Linked DNA regions of Macaca mulatta: region 1 is linked to region 2. A link is a contact called in public Hi-C data. All regions are on one chromosome and are shown on one strand. The core of a region is the stretch at or near the end of the contact, and the rest is flanking DNA. Distances in the headings are between cores, read along the strand shown. Region 1 holds the start of ARHGAP5 (Rho GTPase activating protein 5). Region 2 holds the start of NUBPL (NUBP iron-sulfur cluster assembly factor, mitochondrial).

Region 1 (7,069 bases), core at 1,476-3,975, 490 kb after region 2:
GTAAATAAGTTACCTATTTTCTTAAAAATTCTCCTTTTGAGTAGGGAGGGTGGGTGTTTTAAAACTTTTTCTCTGAAGTCTTGGCTCCTGATCAATTTTTAAAGATGCCATCTTATATATTTTTCCTCCTGCTCCTTAATGCCTTTCATTTATAGATATATAAGCATTATTAGCTACAGAATTCTGGCCCCCAATTCCCATTTCAGATTTTTATTGATATAGAAAACTCTATTTTTTGAGAAGAGCAAATTACATACAATAACTTATTTGTACTGGTAAGCACCTTTAGACTATTAGTATTGATAAGAAACAAAGTCCTACATTTCCAGGCTCCCTAAATCAAGATAAAGAACTGAAAATAATGTCGACTATGAAAATCATTGTTTGGAAATCGTGATTTTTTTTTTTTAATATCTTCTGGTGTCTTCATTATAAGAAAATAAACGAGATTTCAAGTCTTCCCCGCCTCCAGTATCATGACCTGTAACTGAACATTACACCTTTTTAATGTTTTCTTTAGAAGCCCTGATTTATTTGGCTTTTATGTTGATACATGTCCATGGTTATTAAAATTTCTGATTATTTAGGACATAATTTTTAAAGTATCTTTAGGGTATACACTGTATAGTACTTAACATCTTATTCAGGTTATGACTTTGAACTACATCATTATAACACTAAAAAAGCAACCTTGGCAAACATCAGTACCTTACATAACATAAAAAATAAAGAATAGCTTGAATTTAAAATACTTTCTATATGTTTACTTCAGGTATTCTTAAGGGCTTTTAGTACAAAGATAAAAAATGCGTTGGAGTGCATTAACTTTCCAACTTATATAAATGGTGTAGATACCTATGGCATTAATACCACATTTTGATGGTTGGATCACCCACCAAATTCCCTTCTCTCCTTTTTTACTTTTTTCTGTTTACTTTCATTGCAAGTTTCTTTCCGTACCCTTCTTTCCCACCTACAATTTGTAACTGAAAGAAAGAAGTAGCTACAGACCTTACCTAACCTACTCTTAACCTACTTGGTAGGGAGGATTCAGATGCTCGAATAAGGGATTTTAGTCATGCCTTTTAGAAATTAGGGAGCAAGAGATATATAGAAAAATTAGAAATGTCTCTTCTACCTTTATTAAGTTTACCTTTGAGAAATATGAACAGGGGCAGAAGGACGGAAAAACAAACAGAACTTCTGCTGGAATATTGTGACAGATTTACTGACAAATATTTTCTAACAGATTTTTACCAACAGGCAGTTTTTGTTTTCTTTACTGACAGACCGTAAATGTACTTCTGGTTGGCAGCAGCTGCATCATTATAACACTAAAAAGCAACCTTGGCTAACTTCATTACCTTATGTAACGTAAAAAATAAAGAATAACTTGAATTTAAAATACTTTTTATATGTTTACTAACAATAAACTATTTTCAATGCAGGAAATAAATCTTTCCCCAAAGAGGAATCCCCCCTCAATTACTTTCTTTTAGACTTAACAAATTGGAGTAGATGTGGTTTTGCTCATTCTTTTATCTGCTGGCAACTATTTTAAGTCTCCTGTGTAAGGCAGATTCCGATGACCTCGGGAAAGTCACAGGACCTCAGTTTCTTCAATGGTAAAAGCAAAGGCAGTGGTTTCGACCGTCCTTTCTCACTGCACCATTCAGCGCCAGTGCCCTCATGAGAAACACACCCAAAGCCCAGTGTGCTCTATCTCGAGACTTGTGAAATTTCTAGAGTCTCAAAGTATGTTTAAGGCGGTATAATAAAAGCCAGGTGGCCGACAGTTCCTAAAGTTAGGCTGGTAGTGGCGTGAACAGGGTCTTTTGGGCCACCCTGAGACCCGCCCCAAGTCTTGGCTTCTCGCTCCACTTCCACAGAACGTACTGAATCAGGGGCCTGCATCCCCGCGTGGTGCCGGCGGAGAAATGGACTCCTTTTCTCGCTCCTGTGGAGTTTCGTCTTCTGGGTGAGTGTGGCACCGGGTCCTGGGCGGGTGATGTCTGTAGTTGGCAAGCGATCCTCAGCCAGAAAACTGGCCGCGCACACAGGCGGAGACACGCGAGCATGTTCCTGCGAACCAGCTTGGGCGCATGTTTTCCTCCCTTGCATTCTCTAATGCTCAGAGACCGTAAGGGGATTTATCGAGAAGCATTCGGTGCCCATGCCCGGTTTGAAACCGCGAGCACAATATCTGGTTCCTTTGCAGTACGGTGGTTTGCTCCTGAGTTACGACCAGAAACCGGAACAGAAGGAAAGGGAGAAAGCAGGGGAGGTTCGGGGACGACGGCGCTCCGGGCAGCAAGGCAGCAGCTTCCAAAGCGTGGAGGATGGGACTGAGGAGGAACGGAATACGGAGAAAGAGGGAAGCTGAGGAAAAATACTCACGCCAATGGGTAAAAGGGAAAAGGTGAGAAGGAATGGAGTAGGAGAGGGAACCAATGGTGGGAGAGGCGGAGGAAGAAGGGGGAGGGGCAGAAGCCAATGGGGGAGCGGAGAGGAGGGGGAAGCAGAGGGGAGGAGGGAGCGGGGACGCGAGCGAGGACGCGGTCCCGCGCGCTCGCCCCCTCCCTCCGACTGGATCGCTCGCGCCTTCCCAGGCTCCCGGGAGACGAGGGCAGGGGCGGGGCCGTGCCGGGCGCGCGGCGCGGGAGGTGTCGCGAGGTGAGGGGGCGGGGGCGGGGGATTGTGGGGCCGGCAGCGCGGGTGCGCGCGCGCGCGCGTCCCGAGCAGGCTGCGCCGCCGCTCCGCCCCCGGTCGGGTGTGTGGCTGCGCGCGCCGGGAGAGATGCTGAGGTAAAGTTCGGGGAGAGAGGGAGAGAAATCCGTCAGCGCGAGGGAGCCCGAGTGGCCGCCATTACTGAGCCCGGCGCGGCGGCGGGCGCTGGGGAAGGGGGGAGGGACGGGGCCAAGGCTGGTGGCGGGAGGGAGGGAAGAAGGGTGGGTGAGCTGGCTGCGGGAGCCGTGGGGCTCAGGGTTTCGGGGCGTGTGTGTCGGGGAGGGCGGGGGGAGGTGGCTGAAGGGACGCGCCGCTCGGTGAACGCGCCGGGGAAGAGAGGCGAGCGGAGAGTGGAGGAGGAGGTGGCGGCGGCGGGAGCGCTCCCCAGGAATGTCGCTGCCGCCGCCACCGCCGGGGCCGCTGCCGTTGAGGTGGAGACCGAGGAGACCGACGTTGTTAGGTAGGACCTTGCGGCTCCCGCTCCTCCGAGCCTGCCTGCCCCCTCCCAGACGGGGACCCTCCTGCGGCTAGCTGCCCCGCTCGGTCGCCGCTGCCGGTTGTAACCAGTTGAAGGGGCTGGGGCCCCGCGGCCGCCGAGGGGAGCCTGGCGTTGCATTCGGTTTTCGCAGGCCGGGCGGGCAGCAGCTGCAGCGTTAGGGATACGGTCGGCGTGAAGGGCAGAGAGGCCGGGGGAGGGGGTGCTTTCTCCACAGGTGACGGGGCCAGGGTCGGCGGAGGCCTGGTGCTGGCCGGGGATCGCCGGCCCCGCCAGGCGTCCGCTCTCGCCCGTCGCCTCACTTGCTCGGGTCTCGGGTGGTCCATCGGGAGGGGAGGTGGCGGTGTCCGTTGGCCGGGTTGCTGCTGTTAACGAGTTCCACCTGGAAGGGGGTACACGGGGCGGGTGGAGATTCTCAGAAACAGTCTCGGTTGCAAACTTAAACGCCTTGTAGGGGGATCGGCCCTTTCACTTTCCCTCATCTCCCCGACTCCTCCCTGGGTTCTCTTCACCAATTTTCCATCCGCTTTGAAGCTTGGAGTAAGATCTGAGAAGTTGTACTGCGCAACCAGAGCCCAGAGTCCTATGGGCTGACTGCGACTGGGTTGAGGCTTTGATACTGAGTTTTCGCTAGAATAACCTCCAGATTCTTCTTCTCTTTCCACTAAAGAAAAGTATCGGGGTGGGGGTGGGGAGCCGCGCGGGAGCGCGCGCGCACTTATCCACACAGAAATACTCCCTCTCACCCTCCCTCTCCAGCGTTATTAGAAATGCAGGAGAGCTGAAGGCACGGGGGTAGCTGAGGTTGAAAGGTGCACGGAAGTAAGGGCAAACTGTTATTAGGACATTTAGTAAAATCCCGAGAAAGTTGTAGGGGAGACGCTTATACTTCTACCATGTGATAGAAATTCGGATTTGGCCATAGCTTAATAAATGGGAATTCAAATATTTTGAGACAGAGCAAGATAGGCATATAGATGGGTTTGTGCTCACGTTTTAAGTTTAAATTCTCATCGATCATTTACTTTTTCCTTTGTGATAGGTGGGAAACTGAATTTAAAAAAAAATATTCAGGTGTAAAACAGCAAAATGCTTCGCTGTATTTACTAGTACTTGCTTATGTTGCCTTCTACAGGTGGCGGGTGGTGGGGGGGGTCGAGTTTGTCAGTTCCTCTTAAGTCCAGAACCAGTATTCAGTTAGAACAGTTAGGTGTTAGGTGGTGTTTATCCGCCTGAAGGATCTGGTTCACTTCATGGGAGATTGCTCTACATTTCCATTTAAAATGGTTCTCCTAACAAAAATTTCATCTAGATGCAACATTTGGAATAATGTTTGGTTTAAAAATATGTTAATGAAACCTTTTGCTGTTAATTCCAGTTTATTTGTACTTTAATACCATAAAACGGTATTCTTATTCAGTGTTTGTAGATAACCATACTAACCGTATAGGTAACCTACTGGACAGTTTTCTGAGTAAGATTTTGCTTTCATTTTAAATTCCTTTCTCATTTTTTGCTTTCATCTATCCTTTGTATACTAATTGACCTCCATTACCTTTATCTATAGTACAAAGAGTGGTAAGTATGTGTCACCAAAAACTTGCAAAGATACTGGAGCAATTTATGACTAAACACACTGGAGTGAAAGGCTGCGCATACCTATGCTTGTAACTTTCAAGAAATAGCACTATTGATCTAATTGACTTAAAGTGGAATCAGACGGTACAGATGATTAAATAACTATTGATTTGGTTGTCTTGTGTAGGCTACGTTTTTAAACCCAGATCAACATGTCTTATTTTGCCATTCTCTGTGCATTAATTATTAAGAGTACTGGGGAGTGAAGTGGGTTACCCTTTGATGTAAGAATTGTGGCAGAATTCTGTTATCTTTATGAGTTTTGTAGTGCCCCTCCCCATTTAAACGACCTTAGCAATTTTTAAAATGTGTTCCAAAATTATTACCTTAATTATGTCACAAAATACTTAAGTGTTTTGAAAACCGTCTTCCCTTCTTACTTGTGTTTGAAAAGCGTATTAGCACATTTTTTTGGAGAGTTATTTTGACCTTGAAAGGTAAGATTATTTAAGGAATGAATATTGTATTTGCATTCCATTTTTGGATTTGAAGTAGCGATACAGCTTATAATAAGTTTTCTAACTCACTTTTTTAATTGAAGAAAAAGGTCTCATAAAGACTTTACTAAACTTTTCCATCATTAGCAGGATGTAAGATGAGTGTTGGCCTTTAGTGATCACTTCTTAAATATGAAATGGCATAATAGAGATTTTCTTGGTAGCTACAGAATAAGTTTTGTCACAACTCTAGTTTCCACAGATACTATTTTAAGAACTATTTATTTGGGTTGTATGGTCCGCAGTTTTTTCTTTGCATACCAAGAAGGTGTGCAGTAATATAATTGGCTGAAGAAGCATTGTACAATGTTCTGTTTTAGTGATGTCTATGTCTCTAAAAGATACTTGTAATATATATTTACAGTACACCAAGGGAATTTAATTTCTAAAAGAACTGTGAAGAAACATCAATAAAGTGATTCATCATTCAGTAATTTGAGTAATCAGGCTCTTAAGTGCAGGCTTTTGTCGATCATTTTATTGAAGTAGGAAAAACCATATTAGAAATTAAGAAAAACGCTTCAATGCTAAGAATTTTAAGTACGAACTTTAATTGGTTTTCAAACTCTGTTCCTTGGATTCCTGTGGGTTTTTTCCTAGATTCCTTGAGACTTCCTATGACAACCCACCCTCCCAAACCAGGACAGCTTTTGTTTTTATGTATTAAATGTATTGTATTTAAATATAAGAATATTTAACTTAAATATAAGAAAAATATTTATTATTTAAATATAAGAAAAATAGCTAATGGGTACTAGGCTTAATACCTGGGTAACAACAAACCCCCTTGACATGAGTTTACCTTTATAACAAACTGCACGTGTCCCCCTGAACTTAAAGTTTAAGAAAAAGCCCCTAAAAAAAAAAAAACCATCTACATTAACTTTTTTTAAGTCTCTGATTTGTTATTCATTAGTTCAGATTACTTTTATTTAGCGCTTACTATGTGCCAACCCTGGAATTACCAAGATAAATTAGATACAGGTATAATAGCTCAAGCTGTGTAAAGGAGTAAATAGTTAAAAGTATTAAGATGTGAAGAAAAAAGAATGCCTGTTTTTCTCAGGACCTCTGGGAATCCTTCATAGAAGAAGAAACATTTTGAGTTTTAATTGCAAGTAGGAGTTTAGATGTAAGAGAGAACCAAAAAGGATAACCTTTTTTTTTTCCCCCTACTGTGTTTTGGAAGCTGTCTACAATACTTAGATTTGCAGTGAAATGAAACAGATTGTTAATGCTTGGTCATATATGTATGTTTTACTTCGTAGAATTATTACTTGGGAAAAAGAGCATAACCTCGTAATTTCATGGTTAAAATTTGACTAGTATGTCACTTGCTTAGAGTCTCAAGCTTTTCATCATGAAGAGTTAATGGTAAAAATAGATATTCATTTTTCTAGTGTTAGATTAGCCTTAGCTTGTTTTATTATCCCTGACCAATATTTTATTGAGCAGCGAGGCACTGAGTGATACAAAAAGTATAAAATATTACTCCCTTAAAAGATCTTTTAACTTTTGTGGAGAGACAGCGAGCATGACACTTTAAGAATTTGAGGTATATACAGGGAAATACATACTGATTTAAAAGTTAGTAGAAGGGAATTTAGCTAAAGGAAGTATTACTTGGATTACATACTGATTTAAAGGTTAGTAGAAAGATATTTAGCTAAAGGAAGTATTACTTGGAAGTAGCACACAATTGGGGTAGTGA
Region 2 (6,669 bases), core at 3,566-6,065:
GTTGTTGCCAAGTGTTCCCTAATTCTTGACCTTAAGGACTCTTTAGTATCAGCATTCTCTTAGCCACTTTGTGGCTCACTCAGATCTATCTATCTGCCTAAACATAACACTCAACCATTCTTATTCTGTGGTTCTGCCACTGCACCAAGCTCCACCTGGTAATGGGGACATTGATTCTGTTGTTTTCACATTCCCCAAGCTGATTTGGGGTTCTGTTGTCCCCCCTGCTGACTAGAGATTAGTCATGCGTGAACAGGAGAGAGGTAGTCTCAGAGTATGGGAGTCCTTCTTACTCACTGTAACAGGCACAGATTATTGTAGCTCAAAGAACAGAAATCCTAGCCAACAGTGGGTTAAATATCTCACACAACCAGAGGTCTGGACATGCAGACCAGGACTGGTATAGCAGCTTAGTTACACTGCCAAGAATTAATCTTCCTGCCCTATTTCCTCTTTGTCTTCCTCAGCTTTTGGCTTCTGTTATTGTGGTTGTCACTATTGTGCTTTTCATGTTCACAAGATGACTGCCACATCTCCATGTCACATCCACGGTCAAGGTGGGAAAAAGGAGTAGCACCAACCATGTTCTACTCAATCAGAAAAAGAAAACTTTCTCAGAAACTCCCCAGAAAAATTTCCTTTACCACATTGGGTTAGCCAACTACAAATGACTGGCACAAGAACTCACGGATATTTAAGTTCTCAGTTTTCTTCGCATTCTCTTCATCCCTCATAATCCCAGGAAACTTGATATAGTCTGTCTAGGACAGATACTGACTTGGCTCATTGACTACCCGCTTACAGTCACATTCTCCATTGCTTTCCTCTACTGTGTAGGTTAGAGAGCTCTAAATGCTTAATTTCTCAGTTTCTCTTGGTTCTAAGGATGGTCATGTGACCTGGTTCTAGCCAATTGGATGTGTGTGTGTGTCTTCCTTTCCTGAATAAAAAAGGCAAAGGCTCATTAGGAAATGCTCTTTGTCATTCCCTTCTCTTCCTGTATGGAACACAGCTTTGATACCTGAAGGTACAACAAACATCTCATGACTATGAGGAGATGAAAATGGATACCGAGGATACCAAGCTGGTGGAACAAAAAGAATTAATTTGGAACAGATGGCACTATGGATTCATCGTATTGGACCTGTGTGATCTAATTCTGAACTTTTCTTTTCTTTTCTTTTCTTTTTGAGACAGAGTCTCACTCTGTCGCCCAGGCTGGAGTGCAGTGGTGCAATCTCGGTTCATTGCAAGTGAACATTATCAGATTTGTGTTTCAGAAATACCACTATGATTACTGGGTTAAAAAAGAAATGGATCAGCAGGGCAAGATCAGAGACAAGGAGACATGAGGTCTCTCTCTTGAAGGCTTGACTTAACATCTCTAAATTTCACTTTGTTATCAATAAAATAGATAATACCTACTTGTATGGTTGTTGTGAGGTTGAACTTAAGATAATGCATGTAGAACACCTGTCACATAGTTAGTAATTGTTAGATATTGTGGTAATTATTGGTTGTGTATAGGTTTATGACATGAGCAACTGGATGAATTCCCTGAGAGAAAACATGAGGAGCAAGTGAGAATAATGGCTGAATCATTACTTTGGTTACCTTTCCCCAGATTAAAATTTTAGGAGAATAGTAGAGATGTTTCTTCTCCAAAAGACACTGACACACATATACACATCCATGGCCTCCTTTCAAAAGGGTGTTCTCCTTTGGTCCTAAGAATTGCTAAGTCATTTGACTCCATTCCCAAGGTCACTAATTGGACTAAAGACTGATGTACAACCAAAAAATGGACCAATCAGATTATTTCTCCAGAAAGTTTGGAAAATAAAAGTAACAGATATTAGTCAGTCTTAGTTTGTCTTTGAGTGAATAAGGTTGAAATTACTGTTTTCTACTATGTGCACACAGAAACAGATAAAGCCAATGCAAGAGAGAAGAAGAAAGTAGATCATAAGAGATCGTGTTACCACAGAGGAAAGGGAGAAGAGCTGCACTGGTTCATAACTTTTCAGTTCCTGGTTCCAGTTCATAATGAGGTTCAACCAGACTTCTTATCCTTAGGTCCATAAGATATACTTACATATACCCAATAAATTTACTGTATTAGCCTAATTTGGATGGGTTTCTGTGTATTTGTAACTATGCTGAGATATATTTCTAAATATGTGTCAAGGATTTTCTCCCTATAATTCCTTGTATCTCACATAGCCCTTCCCCATTTGGACAAATTATATGGAATCATTTTCTGACACAGCAAAATGTCTGACCCAATAAAAATGTCAAAGAAAAGAGATTGTTTTCTTGGTTTTGAATTTTGGAAGTTGGGACCTTTTAGGAGAATAGAGACAGCTCTGGAAAAGACAATAGATTGGAAGACCTATATAGTGATATAAAAACATGATTTCTTGCCTATATTAGTTAGGATTACATTTGGCTGCAAGTAGCAGAAGACTCTACAATTGTCTTAAACAAGTAGGAGTATATCAGTCTTATATGAAAAGTTCAGAATTAGGGCTGGGCGCGGTGGCTCACACCTGTAATCCCAGCACTTTGGGAGGCCGAGGCGGGCGGATCACGAGGTCAGGAGATGGAGACCATCCTGGCTAACATGGTGAAACCCCGTCTCTACTAAAAATACAAAAATTTAGCCAGGCGTGGTGGCGGGCGCCTGTAGTCCCAGCTACTCAGGAGGCTGAGGCAGGAGAATGGCGTGAACCTGGGAGGCGGAGTGTGCAGTGAACCAAGATCACACCACTGCACTCCAGCCTGAGCGACAAAGCAAGACTCTGTCTCAAAAAAAAAAAAAAAAAGCTTCTATAGTTCCCTTAGGATAAAGTCCAAATTTCTTTACAAGATATACAGCCTTTCTTGATTTAGGCAACCTGCATCTAACCAACCTTCACTCCATCCTCATCTCTTTCAGTCACTCTGTCCTAAGTTGCACAGATCATTTACAGTTCTTAACAGTTCAGAAAAGAAATGCATTTTCTACTCCTCTTGTACTCTCTCTTCTTTCTTCTTTCATCTTTCTTCCTCCTACTCTCTTCTTCTTTCTTCTTCCTTCTTTCTTTTCCTTTTTATTTCCTCCTCCTCCTTCCTCCTTCCTTCTTTCTTCTTCTTCTGACAAGGTGCCACTCTGCTGCCCACACTGGAGTGCAGTGGTGCAATCATACTTCACTGCATCACATCCTTGAACTCCTGGGCTCAAGCAATCCTCTTGCTTCGGCCTCCCAGTGTTGGAATTACAGGCATAAGCCACCATGCCTAGCCTTAGCAGTCCATTTCTAACCTCTTTACAACAATCTCCTTGCCATTCTCCCAGCTAACTTCTACACATTATTCACATTCAGGATTCAGCTTAGATGTTACCTTATTTAGAAGCTTCCCCTGATTGAATCGAGTGCCCTGTCTTTGTATCACTTTGTCCTTTCTCCTGTATCACTCAATGCTTTTCTCCTGTACTTACCATACTATACTGCAATTTTTTTTTTGTTAACTTATTCTGTCTTTTGCACTGGATTGTAAAGTCCTTTAGTGGAGGAATTATGTCTGTCTCCATGCTGAATACTTTAAATCTATTGTAGTACTTGGTACATAGTAATTGCTTAACGAATATTTGTTAAATAAATGAGTCTTAAGTCTGGAAGAACTTGCAAAGCTATCTGGAAAGAAATAGATATTCATCATTTCTTGTTTAGTGAATAGATTATTCTGACAGCTATTCACCTTATCTCTATGCTTTTGGCCTTCAGTTTATAAAAATTAATATTTGAGAAAACATATCATAAAATAATATAATTAGAAAGTGATATAAAAATAAGCTAAAATTCTAAGACAAAGAAAGCTGACTGAAACAATAATTTTGCTGGATGGACTGAAGGAGACAACAGCAAGGAACTGAATGTCTTTTCAGAGCTTACTAAATAGAATGTACTTTGCTGGTAAATCTCATTTAATCCTCACAGTCGTTCTTTCTGGTTGATACATTATGCCTGTATTAAAGATAAGGAAATTAAAGATCAGATTAGAGCAAAATAAGCTGAATGATCTCGTATCTAAGAAGCAAATGAAAGAAATAAAAATCAACCCTAGAGAGTATTAGGAAGAATATGTGAATGTAAACCATCCCTTACCTCAAAGGATCCTTTTTCTAGGTCTGGGCATCACCTTTTGAGCTTTCTCTCTCAACTGCATTGTATGTAGGGATACTTGCTTTCTTCCACCAAGATAAATTCCACTTCCTTACTCAAGTTCCTTCTTGAGCAAAACTTGCTTCATCAGATTTGTTTTCTGATTTAGGTAAACTTTTTCAAGTCTAGTAAAGCAACCTGCCCTCTCTTTCAGGGAACTGTCAGCAACACAAGCCGTGAATACCAACGCAAAACAGACTCTCACTGTAGATCACACAGGAAAAAATAAAATAAAAAGATAAAATCCTTAACAGTGGTAGTATTTAAATGACCATATACTGCTTAATAAGAAATCCTGGAGTCATTTTCAAGTTCCCCCATTTCCTACTTTTGTTAAGCTGGGTCAAGTCTCTTTAAACTTTCTCCGTTTTCTTGTCCATAAAGAGTATACTAGCAAGTCTTCTGCCTACCTCGGGACTTCTGTAAGGATCATACGAGATGTTGTATATGACAGCACTTCACAAACGTTTAGTAAAACGCTGCAAAATATTTGTAGCTGGCTATAAACAAGATGATGCAGATTGGGTTCTTGAGCGAACAAACCAAGATCGGTTGCTAGGAAGAGAAAGCCGAGCGTTGCTACGTGACGTCATCACCCCGCGCCACCCGCGACAGTTTCCGGGCAGGGATCACAGCCCCGTTCCGAGTCATGGGGATTTGGCGGCGTCTGCTGCTTTTTGGTGGGGTGTCGCTCCGGGCTGGTGGCGGGGCCACTGCCCCGCTTGGGGGAAGCCGAGCGATGGTTTGTCGGCGCCAGGTCCGTGGTGCTGCAGGGCAGGGGGAAGCGGGCTGACAGAGATGCTGGGCTGCAGGGCTGCCTCAGTTCCTGAGACCCCCAATGTGCTGAACGTGCCTACTTTTCAGGCAGACCCAGGCTGAGGCGTGGCGGGACTTGAAACACAACGTAGATGTGGTATTCTACATTGCTTTCTTGGTTTTGGGTTATTTAAGTAAATAGATAAAAGAAAAGCAAAACACGTGGAAGCCTTATCTCCGTAAAGAGGCAGCGTTTTTGCATTTTTAAACGTTCAGCGTATCCTTGTAGAAAAATTTCAATTTAAGCCATATGTCTTTACAATTGTTATCAGTAGAAGTAGGTAAATGTCTCCAAAGTGGAGATGAGCAGAATTAGAAAAGAAAGCCCTCTTAATTGCAAACCCCAGATTGTTTTTACTTTTACAATGTGATGATGGAGATGGCTTATTTAAAACGGCTTATTATTATTATTATTATTTTTTAAAGTTATCTGGCGCCGAGAGTGAGACCCTAAAACAAAGAAGAACACAGATCATGTCCCGAGGACTTCCAAAGCAGAAACCAATAGAAGGTGTTAAACAAGTTATAGTTGTGGCTTCTGGAAAGGGTGGAGTCGGAAAATCTACTACAGCAGGTATTATAGGATATTAATTCTATTCCTGATTCAGAACTTATGCCAACTGGTAGGTGCACACTATTAAAATTATAGTTTTGTGTTTTAAAAATGTATTTGTGAAGTTCCTAACATCTGATTCCTTAGTTTCAGGAGTTGGTAGCGGGTAGACGCTTAGATTTTGGAGTTAGACAAAACTAGGTACTAGCTGGGTCTCCTACCCCTTAACTCAGGAAAAAGTTGCCAGATTGTGCAGCAAATCTTCAGTTCACTTAACTGTAAAATGGAGATGATAACTTCTTTCATAAGATGGTTATTCAAATTGCACAAGCTAACCACTTAGCTTAGTGTTTACTAGTGTTCAATAATTGGTTGCTGTTATTTTTAAAACATCTAGTAACTTTTTTTTTTTTTTTTTTTGAGATGGAGTCTCCCTCTGTCACCCAGGTTGGAGTGCAGTGGCGCAATCTCTGCTCGCTGCAAGCTCCGCCTCCCGGGTTCACTCCATTCTCCTGCCTCAGCCTCCCAAGTAGCTGGGACTACAGGCGCCCGCCACCATGCCCGGCTAATTTTTTTGTGTTTTTAGTAGAGACAGAGTTTCACCGTGTTACCCAGGATGGTCTCCATCTCCTGACCTCGTGATCCGCCCGTGTCAGCCTCCCAAAGTGCTGGGATTACAGGTGTGAACCACCTCGCCTGGCCTATTAGCTCATTTTTTCCCCATTTTTATCAGAAGGGAATTGTGGAAGAATTTGTCAGATGTTTTGAAAAAGTTAAGATTTACCAAATGTTGTATTTGTGGTAGATCCCTAATCCATTACTATTTGATAGACACCATATTGTTAAAAAAAGATTAATAATCTGTTCTTAATGAATTCATGTGCTATCCTGCACATTTTTCCTTTCTTTCCTAAAGATTTACAATTGATCTAGTTGCTTTTAAAATTTAGAAGCTCTTAGTTTTTGGTTCTAGAACCTACGTATTCCAGTTTCTTGAAAATTTGGAGTACACTTTCCAGTTTTCAGTGGTTTGAATCCTTTTACATGCTCTGTGATTACTTGAACTGGATAAGGATGGAAGGTGTTTTCATGATT

Evidence for each region. Hi-C and Micro-C count contacts between places; a contact is called where the count stands out from the background.
Region 1: a contact with region 2 is called in a Hi-C map of fetal cortical plate, with 1.7 times the contacts expected there. The contact joins the promoter of ARHGAP5 here to the promoter of NUBPL in region 2. A contact is called at or near these places in 2 of 14 Hi-C or Micro-C datasets (fetal cortex germinal zone and fetal cortical plate).

Annotation. Positions count from the first base shown.
Region 1 is chr7:105,176,758-105,183,826 of T2T-MMU8v2.0, forward strand. It overlaps ARHGAP5 (Rho GTPase activating protein 5), which reads left to right and starts at 2,726. Exons shown (of 7, transcript NM_001198663.2): 1 at 2,726-2,804.
Region 2 is chr7:104,688,734-104,695,402 of T2T-MMU8v2.0, forward strand. It overlaps NUBPL (NUBP iron-sulfur cluster assembly factor, mitochondrial), which reads left to right and starts at 4,816. Exons shown (of 11, transcript XM_077940878.1): 1 at 4,816-4,962; 2 at 5,448-5,595. The coding sequence starts at 4,855. It overlaps LOC106999390 (a long non-coding RNA gene), which reads right to left and starts at 4,752. Exons shown (of 3, transcript XR_013396160.1): 1 at 4,616-4,752; 2 at 4,149-4,409.